2 separate regions of the Rattus norvegicus genome follow, and region 2 is linked to region 1. The links are chromatin contacts, called in public Hi-C maps. All regions are on one chromosome and are shown on one strand. The core of a region is the stretch at or near the end of the contact, and the rest is flanking DNA. Distances in the headings are between cores, read along the strand shown.

Region 1 (5,127 bases), core at 960-3,459:
ATATAAATATTCGTTCACAAGTACTGACCAGCTCTATTCCCGGACAGGACAAACCCTGCCTTACAACCCCTTCCAATTCTCTCCTGAAGAAAAGCAACTTCCAGGACCGGAGAGATGGCTCAGCAGTTAGGAGCACTAACTGCTCTTCCAGAGTCCTGGGTTCAGTTCCTAGCACCCTCCTGTGCTGGTGGGTGGCTCACAACCTCCTGTAACCCCAGTTTCAGGGGAATCAGATGCCCTGTTCTGACCTCCCCGGACACAGGCATACACTGGTGCAGAGACATACATGCAAGCAAAACACCCATGCATATAAAAAAATGAAATAATTTATAAAATTGGAAAAAGAGAGAGAAGCATAATTCTGCCACATGGGCAAGATGACCCCATGGAACAACCGTTCAAAACAGAACAACACTGTGTACTTAAAATCTTTCAAGCAGGGGCTGGGGATTTAGCTCAGTGGTAGAGCACTTACCTAGGAAGCGCAAGGCCCTGGGTTCCGTCCCCAGCTCCGAAAAAAAGAACCAAAAAAAAAAAAAAAAAAAAAAAAATCTTTCAAGCAACATGTAATACCTGTGCGGTGTGAGCCTCCCATCTGCCTAAACAGCCAGACTAGCAGTTTCCTCTCTCTGTTTAAATTGTTCAAAGTGTGACCTGGAGCCAGGATTCGAAGGAAACTTTAGGATGACAGTGTTTGTGGAATGCATGAAGCGAACTCGTATGTAGCTGGTTCCTCTGTGACCATAGCCAGAGCCGCATGCACACTATACTATAATACTATAAGGCCCTTTCCCTCTATTAATCTCCAAGTGTGAAAAGTGATTTCTCACTGGGATGGCACAGAAATAGTATTCTAGGACAGCAGGAGGATGGAGGCTCACTGGCCAGCCACTCCGGCTGAATAAGTGAGAGATTCTACTCAAAAACAGAGTAGAGGGGCCAGTAAGACCTGTGCCACCGGACCCACTTGGTGGGAAGAAACCAGATTCTTTCTCAGAAGTGGTTTTCTGCCCCTCCACTCTGTGCACTGTGGTACACACACACACACACACACACACATACACACACACACACACACACACACACACACACACACACACAATGTTTTTTAAAAATGAGATTGAGCGCTATTGAGAAAAACACTTTATTTTTGACCGGAGCCCCATATGCATATATACTTATGTACAAACAACATATGTATATGTATATATTTGTGTGTGTGTGTGTGTGTGTGTGTGTGTGTGTGTGTGTGTGTTGAGATGGCCCAAGGCAACGAATTGAAATCCCCCACCCCAAAAAAACCATAGTTACCATCGTTACCAAAGAATCTTAAGTTGAGGGTTGGGGATTTAGCTCAGTGGTAGAGCGCTTGCCTAGCAAGCACAAGGACCTGGGTTCGGTCCCCAGCTCCGAAAAAAAGAAAAGAAAAAAAAAAGTTGAGATAAAAACGTTGGGCTAGCTGGTCAGTTCAGCCAGTGCTCGCTTGCCTCCGAGCCTCATGACCTGAGTTTGACCCCTGGAACCCATACGGTAAAGGGGAGGACTTATTTACACAAGCTGTCCTCTGACTTCCACACATGTGCCATGACACATGCACACACATGAACACATTTGAACATAATAAAACCTGTTGATGTTAAGTCAGTGAATATAACACTCACAAATGACCACAGCACATCCATTCAGCTTATCAGCGTTCATCAGATTGAAAAGCAGGGAGGGAAACCAACGGTGGTGGCGCAAGTGCGGAGTTTAAAGTTATCCTTTGGTTACGTCACCAGTTCAAGTTCAGCCTGAGCTACACAGCTCCTATCCCAAAACGAAACAAGAAACAGCAAAAGCGGGACCCTTCCGGGCGTGGGGGCTGTAGTTTAGCTTTGAGGCAGAATGGGTATGAGAAGAGTGTGAGCGGCCACTGCTGTGTTCTCTGCCATGAGATCTTCTTAGAGAGTGACTCATCATGGGGAGATGATCACTGCTAAGAAACCAACCCCCAGCACTACATTTTGCCTCCAATTAATTATGAAAACAGTCTTGCTACAGTTACGGAAAAGGGAGAAGTGTGTTTCACCCTTAGGTTAACCGGACAGCTGTTCACGGAAACAGTTTCCTATAAAGAAGAATTGAGCCCTCCTGCTTGCTCCTCCGGGGCCGGGCTTCCAGTGGGGGCAGGGTGGAGATTTGAACAGCTGCACATTCCCTACTTGGCGTCAAGTGACTGGGAATGGGGTTTCAGCCACTCAGGATGACTTAGTCATCAGCTGGTTAGAGGCAACAATGAGAAGCTTTTGTTTGTGCTTCTGTGTGGGGTACAAGGGACAAAGAACAGCAAATACCCACACACTGCTGTACTGACCCTCATTTTCCTCTCAAAAGCATCCTTAATCATATATATATATATATATATATATATATATATATATATATATATATATTACAATCTTTTTTACTTAAAATCTTATTTAATAATGAATTCTTTCAAAATAAATTATACAAGACAGATAGCTGACTGGGGGTGGGTTTTGCCACCATTGTCTTTTTTCTTTTCTTCTTTTTACTTTTTATTGGGGGGGAGGGTAACATGTCATACAATCTATTTTGACCATGATGTCTGTTTTCCCTATTTATCCTCCTCCCTCCCCATCCAATTTTATGTTCTTTCTTTTTTTATATATAAATATATGTAGTATATAATTTCTTAAATATATATAATAGTTCGTGTGTGCATGTATGGTTAAAAATAGGCTATATACTGCAATGTAGCTGTACACCATTTCCAAATATTTGTCTAGAAATTTCTTTTTCCCCTTCCTTACTAAAAAAGGTTACACATGAATACATTGTAATCAGGAAATAGTTTTGAATTACAGACATATACACAGCCAGTCTTCTATCACCACCCTTGTTCGAACTCCCTCTCCTATCACCCTGCTCTTACAAGAGTTTAAAAGAAACAACCACCACCATGCTGGCTTTGGAAGCTTTTGAACAGAAGGCAGATTCCAAGATCAAAAGTCAGGAGTCACTAAAAGTCAGAGCCTCACTGTGGACACTCAGGAGTCACTAATCATGAACCCCGCTGTGGACACAGCCCTAGTGAGCGCTAAGGAAAGTCATGGCAGTGAGTCTGAATCAGGTCAGTTCCCGGGACATGACACAGGAGCCAGTAATCTCTGGGATTGCTCCTCCCTGCCCTTGCCTCTAGCTAGCTGCTCTCCCTCAGGCATCTCTAGTCTCCCAGCTGTGAGCAGGCACCATCACAGAGCTGTGCAATGAGACCAGGTGTGCAAAACACCAGCGGTCACACTGGGAGGACTCCAGCGATTATTAGCTTTCTGTCCTCCTCCACGTGGACTTTGATGCATCAGAAGCACTTACTGATTTATTTCTAAAGAAGTTCTATTTCTGGGTGTTTGCAGGGAAAAGGATAATCCCATGCCTACCCTGTAATAAAAGGTAAAGGGGTCCTTGTGCTCCCACCGTGAGGCTCAGGGCATGACAGGTCACAAGTAGTAGTATAGAGTTAACTAAAGGAACGGGAAACCAAAAGATGTATGCAGGAATTCTGTTCAGAAAAGAGCATTTAGGATTCAGAAATCCTGTCAACTGTGCTTATATTATAGCTTGGAAACCAGTTAACTAACTGACTCAAAGAATACACTAAATACCTCCGGGATGCTCCATTCCTCAGGAGAATTGCATTTTTTAAAAAACTAGATTTTTGCTGGGCAGTGGTGGCACACGTCTAACCCTCAGGAGGTAGAGGTGGGTGAATCTCTTGAGTTCACGACCAGCCTGATCTACAGAGTAAGTTCCAGGACAGCAGGGCTGTTATATAGAAAAAAACCTATCTTAAAAAATAAATAAAGGGGTTGGGGATTTAGCTCAGTGGTAGAGCGCTTGCCTTGCAAGCGCAAGGCCCTGGGTTCAGTCTCCAGCTCCGAAAAAAAGAAAAAAGAAAAAGAAATAAATAAAAATTTAAAAATTAAAAATAAATAAAAACTAGACTTTTTTGAGACAGGGTCTCTACATACTCTTGGTAGTCTCTTCTGCACCTGAGGTCTGGGATTAAACATGTACACTACCATGCCAGTGTTTAAAATACTTTTTAGATAGCACTTTTAGGTTGGTTCTGAGCTGTAGGAACAAAGACATCTCATATACCTACTACCCCCATACAGCAACATCCCACCACAGACAGGGACAGTGTTTCGTTCTTGGGTCTACACGATGTGTCCTTGTCACAGCACCTTCACAGTTCATCTTTAGTACTACAATCATAGGTTGATGAGTGTGTCCACTAGTGTGTGAGATAGAAAGTAATCCAAGCACTCAGGTGGGGGACAAGGCCAGACCTTGCCTTAAAAATAGATGGGTAGAGGGGTTGGGGATTTAGCTCAGTGGTAGAGCGCTTGCCTAGCAAGTGCAAGGCCCTGGGTTCGGTCCCCAGCTCCAAAAAAAAAAAAATAGATAGGTAGATAGATAGATAGATGATAGGTAGGCAGACAGATAAATAGATGATAAGTAGATAGATAGATAGATAGATAGATAGATAGATGATAGATAAATGATAGGTGATAGATGATAGATAGATCATAGATTATAGGTAGGTAGATAGAGGTAGATAGGTAGATCATAGATGATAGATAAGTAGGTAGATAGGTAGGTAGATAGGTAGGTAGATAGATAGGTAGATAGGTAGTTAGGTAGATAGGTAGATCATAGATGATAGGTAGGTAGATAGGTAGATAGGTAGGTAGATAGAGGCAGATAGGTAGATAGGTAGGTAGGTAGATAGGTAGATCATAGATGATAGGTAGGTAGATAGAGGTAGGTAGGTAGATCATAGATGATAGATAAGTAGGTAGATAAGTAGGTAGATAAGTAGGTAGATAAGTAGGTAGATAGGTAGGTAGATAGGTAGGTAGATCATAGATGATAGGTAGGTAGGTAGATAGGTAGATAGGTAGTTAGGTAGATAGGTAGATCATAGATGATAGGTAGGTAGATAGAGGTAGGTAGGTAGATCATAGATGATAGATAAGTAGGTAGATAAGTAGGTAGATAGGTAGGTAGATAGGTAGGTAGATCATAGATGATAGGTAGGTAGGTAGATAGGTAGATAGG
Region 2 (5,127 bases), core at 1,478-3,977, 38 kb before region 1:
AAAAAAACCCAACTATAGTTGTCTAACTTGGATAAAGATGCCAAACACACATATTGAGGAACTAGAAAGATGGCTCAGTAATTAAGAGCACTGGCTGCTTTTCCAAAAGACCTGGGTTTGATCCCCAGGCCCTGCATGGCAGTTCATGACCATCTGTAACTCCAGTTCTAGGGAACTGGTGCCCTCTCTGACCTCCACAGTGCACAGATATGATACATACAGTCAAATAACTCATGTGCGTAAAATAAAAGTCTATAAAATCTCAATGAAAAGAATTTGAAGTACTTTGGGGAAAAGGTTGTTAAGCAAATGATCTCAGGAAACTGGATTTCCACATAGAGGAAAATGGTCTCTCTATATATATATACGAACATGCAAATTTAAGATGGATCAAAAACCTTCATGTGAGACTCCAAACTTTGAAACTGCTAGAGAAAAATATAGGAAAAAGTTTCAAGATATAAGCCTAGACAAGGATTCTCTAAAAAGGATTCCAAAACCTCAGGAAATGATGCCAATGGCTGACAAATAGATCGTGCGAGGTTAAAAGCTTCCGTACAGCAGAGGCAGAAGGCAGAGGAAGATGACAACAGATGATGCATAAGTCGTAATGGCACCAACTAATAAAATAGGCCAGCACACCTTTAATCACAGAACTCAGGATGCAGAAGCAGGCAGATCTCTGTAGGCTAACCTGGTCTACATAGCAAATTCAGACCAGTCAGTGCTACACATGTAGTGAGACCCGGTCTCAAAAGAGTAATAACTTTTTAAAGGACAAGTTGCACTGGGTCAGCAATAGGCTTTACTAGAATAGTGGATGAGAAAAGAATTTCTACTCTTGGCTTACTTATTTGATGCCAGCTGTCCTACATAGGACTTCACTATACAATTCCTAAAAGCAAGCACTCTTCCTCTTTTTTTATTTTCATTTAATTTTTTTTTTACTTATTCACTTTATATCCTGCCCCCAACCCAGTCACCCCTCCCAAATTCTTCCCCCATCCCCAGCAAGCACTCATTCTTTTTTTTTTTTTTTTTCAGAGCTGGGGACTGAACCCAGGGCCTTGCGCTTGCTAGGCAAGCGCTCTACCACTGAGCTAAATCCCCAACCCGCAAGCACTCATTCTTAAGAAGACAAAACTATAAGCAGGTGTTGTCATGAGCCTCATTTTTATTACAACTCCTCCTGTTATATAAAACATATGAAAGAAATGTGTATGCTTTAAAAATAAATAAACAAAAGGGTGGTGGTGGTGCACGCCTTTAATCCCTGTGCTGGGGAGGCAGAGGCAGGCAGATCTCCAAGTCTGAGGACAGCCTGTTCTACAGAGTGAGTTCCAAGACTACTGCCAGGGATACACAGAGAAAGGGGTGTGTGTGTGTGTGTGTGTGTGTGTGTGTGTGTGTGTGTGTGTGTGTGTCTGAAGAGATAGCTCAGCACTTAAGAGCACTTCCTGCTCTAAGAAAGGACCCAAGTTTGGTTCCCAGCACCCATATCAGGCAGCTCATGAGGGCCTGCAACTCTAGCTCCGGTGAACATACCTCTTCTGGCCACCTGCACACACATAGTCGACCTTCACACAGATACACACACACATGTGCATGAGTAAAACTAAAAGGATTCTTTTATATTTATTTTTTATGTGTGTGCACATGTGCAGGTGCTTATGGAAGCTAGAAGAGGGAGTCAGAGCCCCTGGAGCTGAAGTCACATGTGTGCTGCCTGACATGGGTACAGGGTACTACCAAGCTTGATGACTCAAGTTTAATTCCCAGGGTCCACAGGAGAGAGGAGAAATGACTCCCATGAATTGTCTTTTTGACCTTCTTCATGTGTGCCATAGCATTCTCTCTCTCTCTCTCTCTCTCTCTCTCTCTCTCTCTCTCTCTCTCTCACACACACACACACACACACACACACAGAGAGAGAGAGAGAGAGAGAGAGAGAGAGAGAGAGAGAGAGAGAGAGAGAGGTATTCTTCTAGTAATCTCAATACATCCCATTTACAGGGGAAAAGAAATGTAACTCTAGTAGCTTCTGTTCTTACTTGGGTTATAATTCTGTCCAAGGTATCTCCAGAGCATTTTGTGACTTCTCCCTCTTCTTGCAGGATTACAGGTGTAAGCCAACACCCCTGCTTCTCATTCTGCCTTTGCTTAGTACTTCAATCACTGAGGTAATATTTACAGTGTTTGTTCTCCTTTTAGTGATAAGAGGGGTCTAAACCCAGGGAGACGGTGCTTGCCTGTAATCCCAACACCTGCAGGATGGAGGCATGATCAGTTCAAGGTCATCTGCAGCTACATCATGTATCAAGAGACCTGCAAAGGCTCCAAATGAGATCCTGTCTCCATTCAAACACACAAAGAAGAGAAAGATCTAAGCGATTCATTCAAAGTTGGGGCTTTCCAAAAGGAACCCGAAATGTTACAATGCTGACCCTTTCAGTGAAAAGCACAGGTGAATGAAGCAAGGAGCTCTACTCTACCACCGCACCCCGTTTCCTCTCGTCGCAACCACGGAGCAGCGCCCGGAGCCCGCGAACCGCTCGAGCGACGAACCCGGATGGTCGCTACGTCCAGCATCAGGGCTCCCGCCGCCACTGCGTTGTTCTTCTAGCGGTTCTGGAGCTCGGGGGTCAGGCGGAGGACACCGGCCGGCGGCGGGGGGCGGGGCCGGACCACGTGACCGCCCCGCCCGCCCTGCGGCCCTCCAGCCCGCCGCCCGCCCGGCTGCAGCTCCCGGCGTCCCCTGCACTCTCTGCTGCCCGCCGCCGGCCCCTCCTTCTTCTCATTCCAGTGCCACCGAGCCGGAGCCGTAGCCGCCGCTGCCGCAGCAACCTCAGCCGCGGGCACTATGGTAAGGTGGGCGCGCTGGCGGGGGATGCTGGGCGCGGCGCGGAGCCCCGCGCGGCCGCCATCTTACCCTGCCTGGGCCTGTGCGGTGGGCGCTTCCGCGCTGCGGGCCGGGGGCTCGAGGCCCTGCGACAAGCGGGCCGCTCGGAGTCCTGAGGCGGGAGAGCCTGGCGCAGGCCTGGCGCGAGAGGGTCGCTCCTTGGGCCACGGCTCCGCGTGCTGCTCAGCCCTGCGCGGCTTAATGTTTTTAACTCGCGCGCTTTAAGGTTGGTACGTGCCCAGAAGCTTCTGGGTGAGGGTCTAGGAGGCCCGCCATAACACCACTCTGAGGAGATTTGAGCAGGTAGAAACCTATTTTAAAACGCTTTCTCGCCGTAGGAAGCCTTTTCACTGGACCCGTTAGTTTCAAAGCGGCTGCCAATGGGCGGTGGGGCGTTTTTGCTGTAAGCCGCAGCGGTTGGAGTTTACACTTGATTCTCTTTCCTTCTGTGGAAGCAGCAGTGGCTAAGACGGCTTTAAAGAAAAAAAAAATAGTAGAAGCGTTAACTGAAATCCTGGAGTGTTTTTTAAGGCCCGCAGAGTTGACACAATACAGAAGGTATTTTTGCTGCTGCTCCTGAAGCTCTGACATCACCCAGTGAAATAGGAAACATTTCAGGCATGGCTCAACTCTATTTGTCCCTTCCCACCTCCCGTTAGCGTTTCTCTCCATACTCCTTTAAGAAGGATGAATGGGCAGTATGAGTTAGACATTTTGGCCGTATCTTCTGATATTTAAATGTGACCGATCTAATAGGACCGCTTACGTTGTTTGGTGCAGTTTTTAATAGTCTGGCCAGACTGAAGTTGAAGCCTTGTTAGTAGTCAACGGTTTTGGTTAAAATCAAAATCCTTGTTCTAAATTCCCATCCTTTGTTTGTTTTCAGGCATCTGGAGTTACAGTGAATGATGAAGTCATCAAAGTTTTTAATGATATGAAAGTAAGAAAATCTTCTACCCAGGAGGAGATCAAAAAAAGAAAGAAAGCAGTTCTCTTCTGTTTAAGCGATGACAAAAGACAAATAATTGTAGAGGAAGCAAAGCAGATCTTGGTGGGTGACATTGGTGATACTGTAGAGGACCCCTACACATCTTTTGTGAAGTTGCTACCTCTGAATGATTGCCGATATGCTTTGTACGATGCCACATACGAAACAAAAGAGTCTAAGAAAGAAGACCTAGTATTTATATTCTGGTGTGTAAAAACAAAAGAAAAAACGTACTTTTAAAAATGCAAGGATTATTATTATTATCATAGTCGGTTTTTGCCTTTGTTTTTCTTTTGAAATTCAACATTTTCTCCCCCGTAGGGCTCCTGAAAGTGCACCGTTAAAAAGCAAGATGATTTATGCTAGCTCTAAAGATGCCATTAAAAAGAAATTTACAGGTATAAACATTGATTGTTTTGTACAGAATAAAGTGACTTTTTCTTGATTGTAAGGTTAACGGGTTTTGCTTTTTTTTCTTTTTAGGTATTAAACATGAGTGGCAAGTAAATGGCTTGGACGATATTAAGGACCGCTCGACACTGGGAGAGAAACTGGGAGGCAGTGTTGTAGTTTCCCTGGAAGGAAAGCCACTGTAAAATAATAGCCAAGTGCCATTTGATCTTAAGGGGCTTACATTTATTTCTCCAGCTCAGTCCACTGGAATTGTATTAGGTTTTGTTTTTTGTTTATTCCCTTTCCACTGGTCCCGTTCAACACAATGAATGAGTGAATATAAGAAGCCTGTCAGTGATCGCCATTAGACTGTTTCATATGGTTACTTTCTGTAGATCCCAAGGAATGCCTTCCCGTCCTATTTTAGCCAAAACAACTGGTTCCATGCCTTCCTTGCGTGAGCACTACAACGGATTGTCAGCGTGAATAGCTTAGAGTACTACAGAGGGTGAGCTAATTGAATGCCTTGAAAGTATTCTCCACTGGTCATATGGGAAACTTGTTTCAGTATTATTTATAGTCGAGCTGCACTTGATCACAGTTCTCTGCGGCACTGGAGCAGTCACACACCTCACCCGCCTTGGCTCGCCTATTGTGACATGGCAGCACAGGTTTAACACTATTGGTTAAAAGCACTTTTATTTTGTAATGCGTTTAGTCCCTTATAAAGAATGCCAATTAAGTTTCATTACCTGTCCTCAATTTATCCTAGTATCTCAGTGTTCATTTTTCTTACCTGCATATTTTCTTCAAAGGAATAGCTGTGTTGATGTCTTTGGATTCCCAA

What was found. A called contact is a pair of places that touch in the nucleus more often than the background predicts.
Region 2: a Hi-C map of Schwann cells shows a contact between it and region 1, with 2.2 times the contacts expected there. The contact joins the promoter of Cfl2 here to the enhancer-like site in region 1. A contact is called at or near these places in 7 of 12 Hi-C or Micro-C datasets (the A7r5 cell line, Schwann cells, kidney and 3 more).

The regions. Positions count from the first base shown.
Region 1 is chr6:78,053,488-78,058,614 of GRCr8, reverse strand. No RefSeq gene overlaps it. Among named protein-coding and RNA genes, the nearest start is that of Cfl2, 39 kb to the left of the region's middle. Within about 2 kb of position 2,209, at least 42 of the 93 cell types and tissues checked have an H3K27ac peak or open chromatin away from gene starts, as enhancers often do. A contact at or near this core is called in the A7r5 cell line and Schwann cells, where this site is marked.
Region 2 is chr6:78,092,488-78,097,614 of GRCr8, reverse strand. Cfl2 (cofilin 2) reads left to right here and starts at 2,727. Exons shown (of 4, transcript NM_001108982.2): 1 at 2,727-2,863; 2 at 3,786-4,093; 3 at 4,209-4,285; 4 at 4,371-5,127. The coding sequence starts at 2,861. The coding sequence ends at 4,483.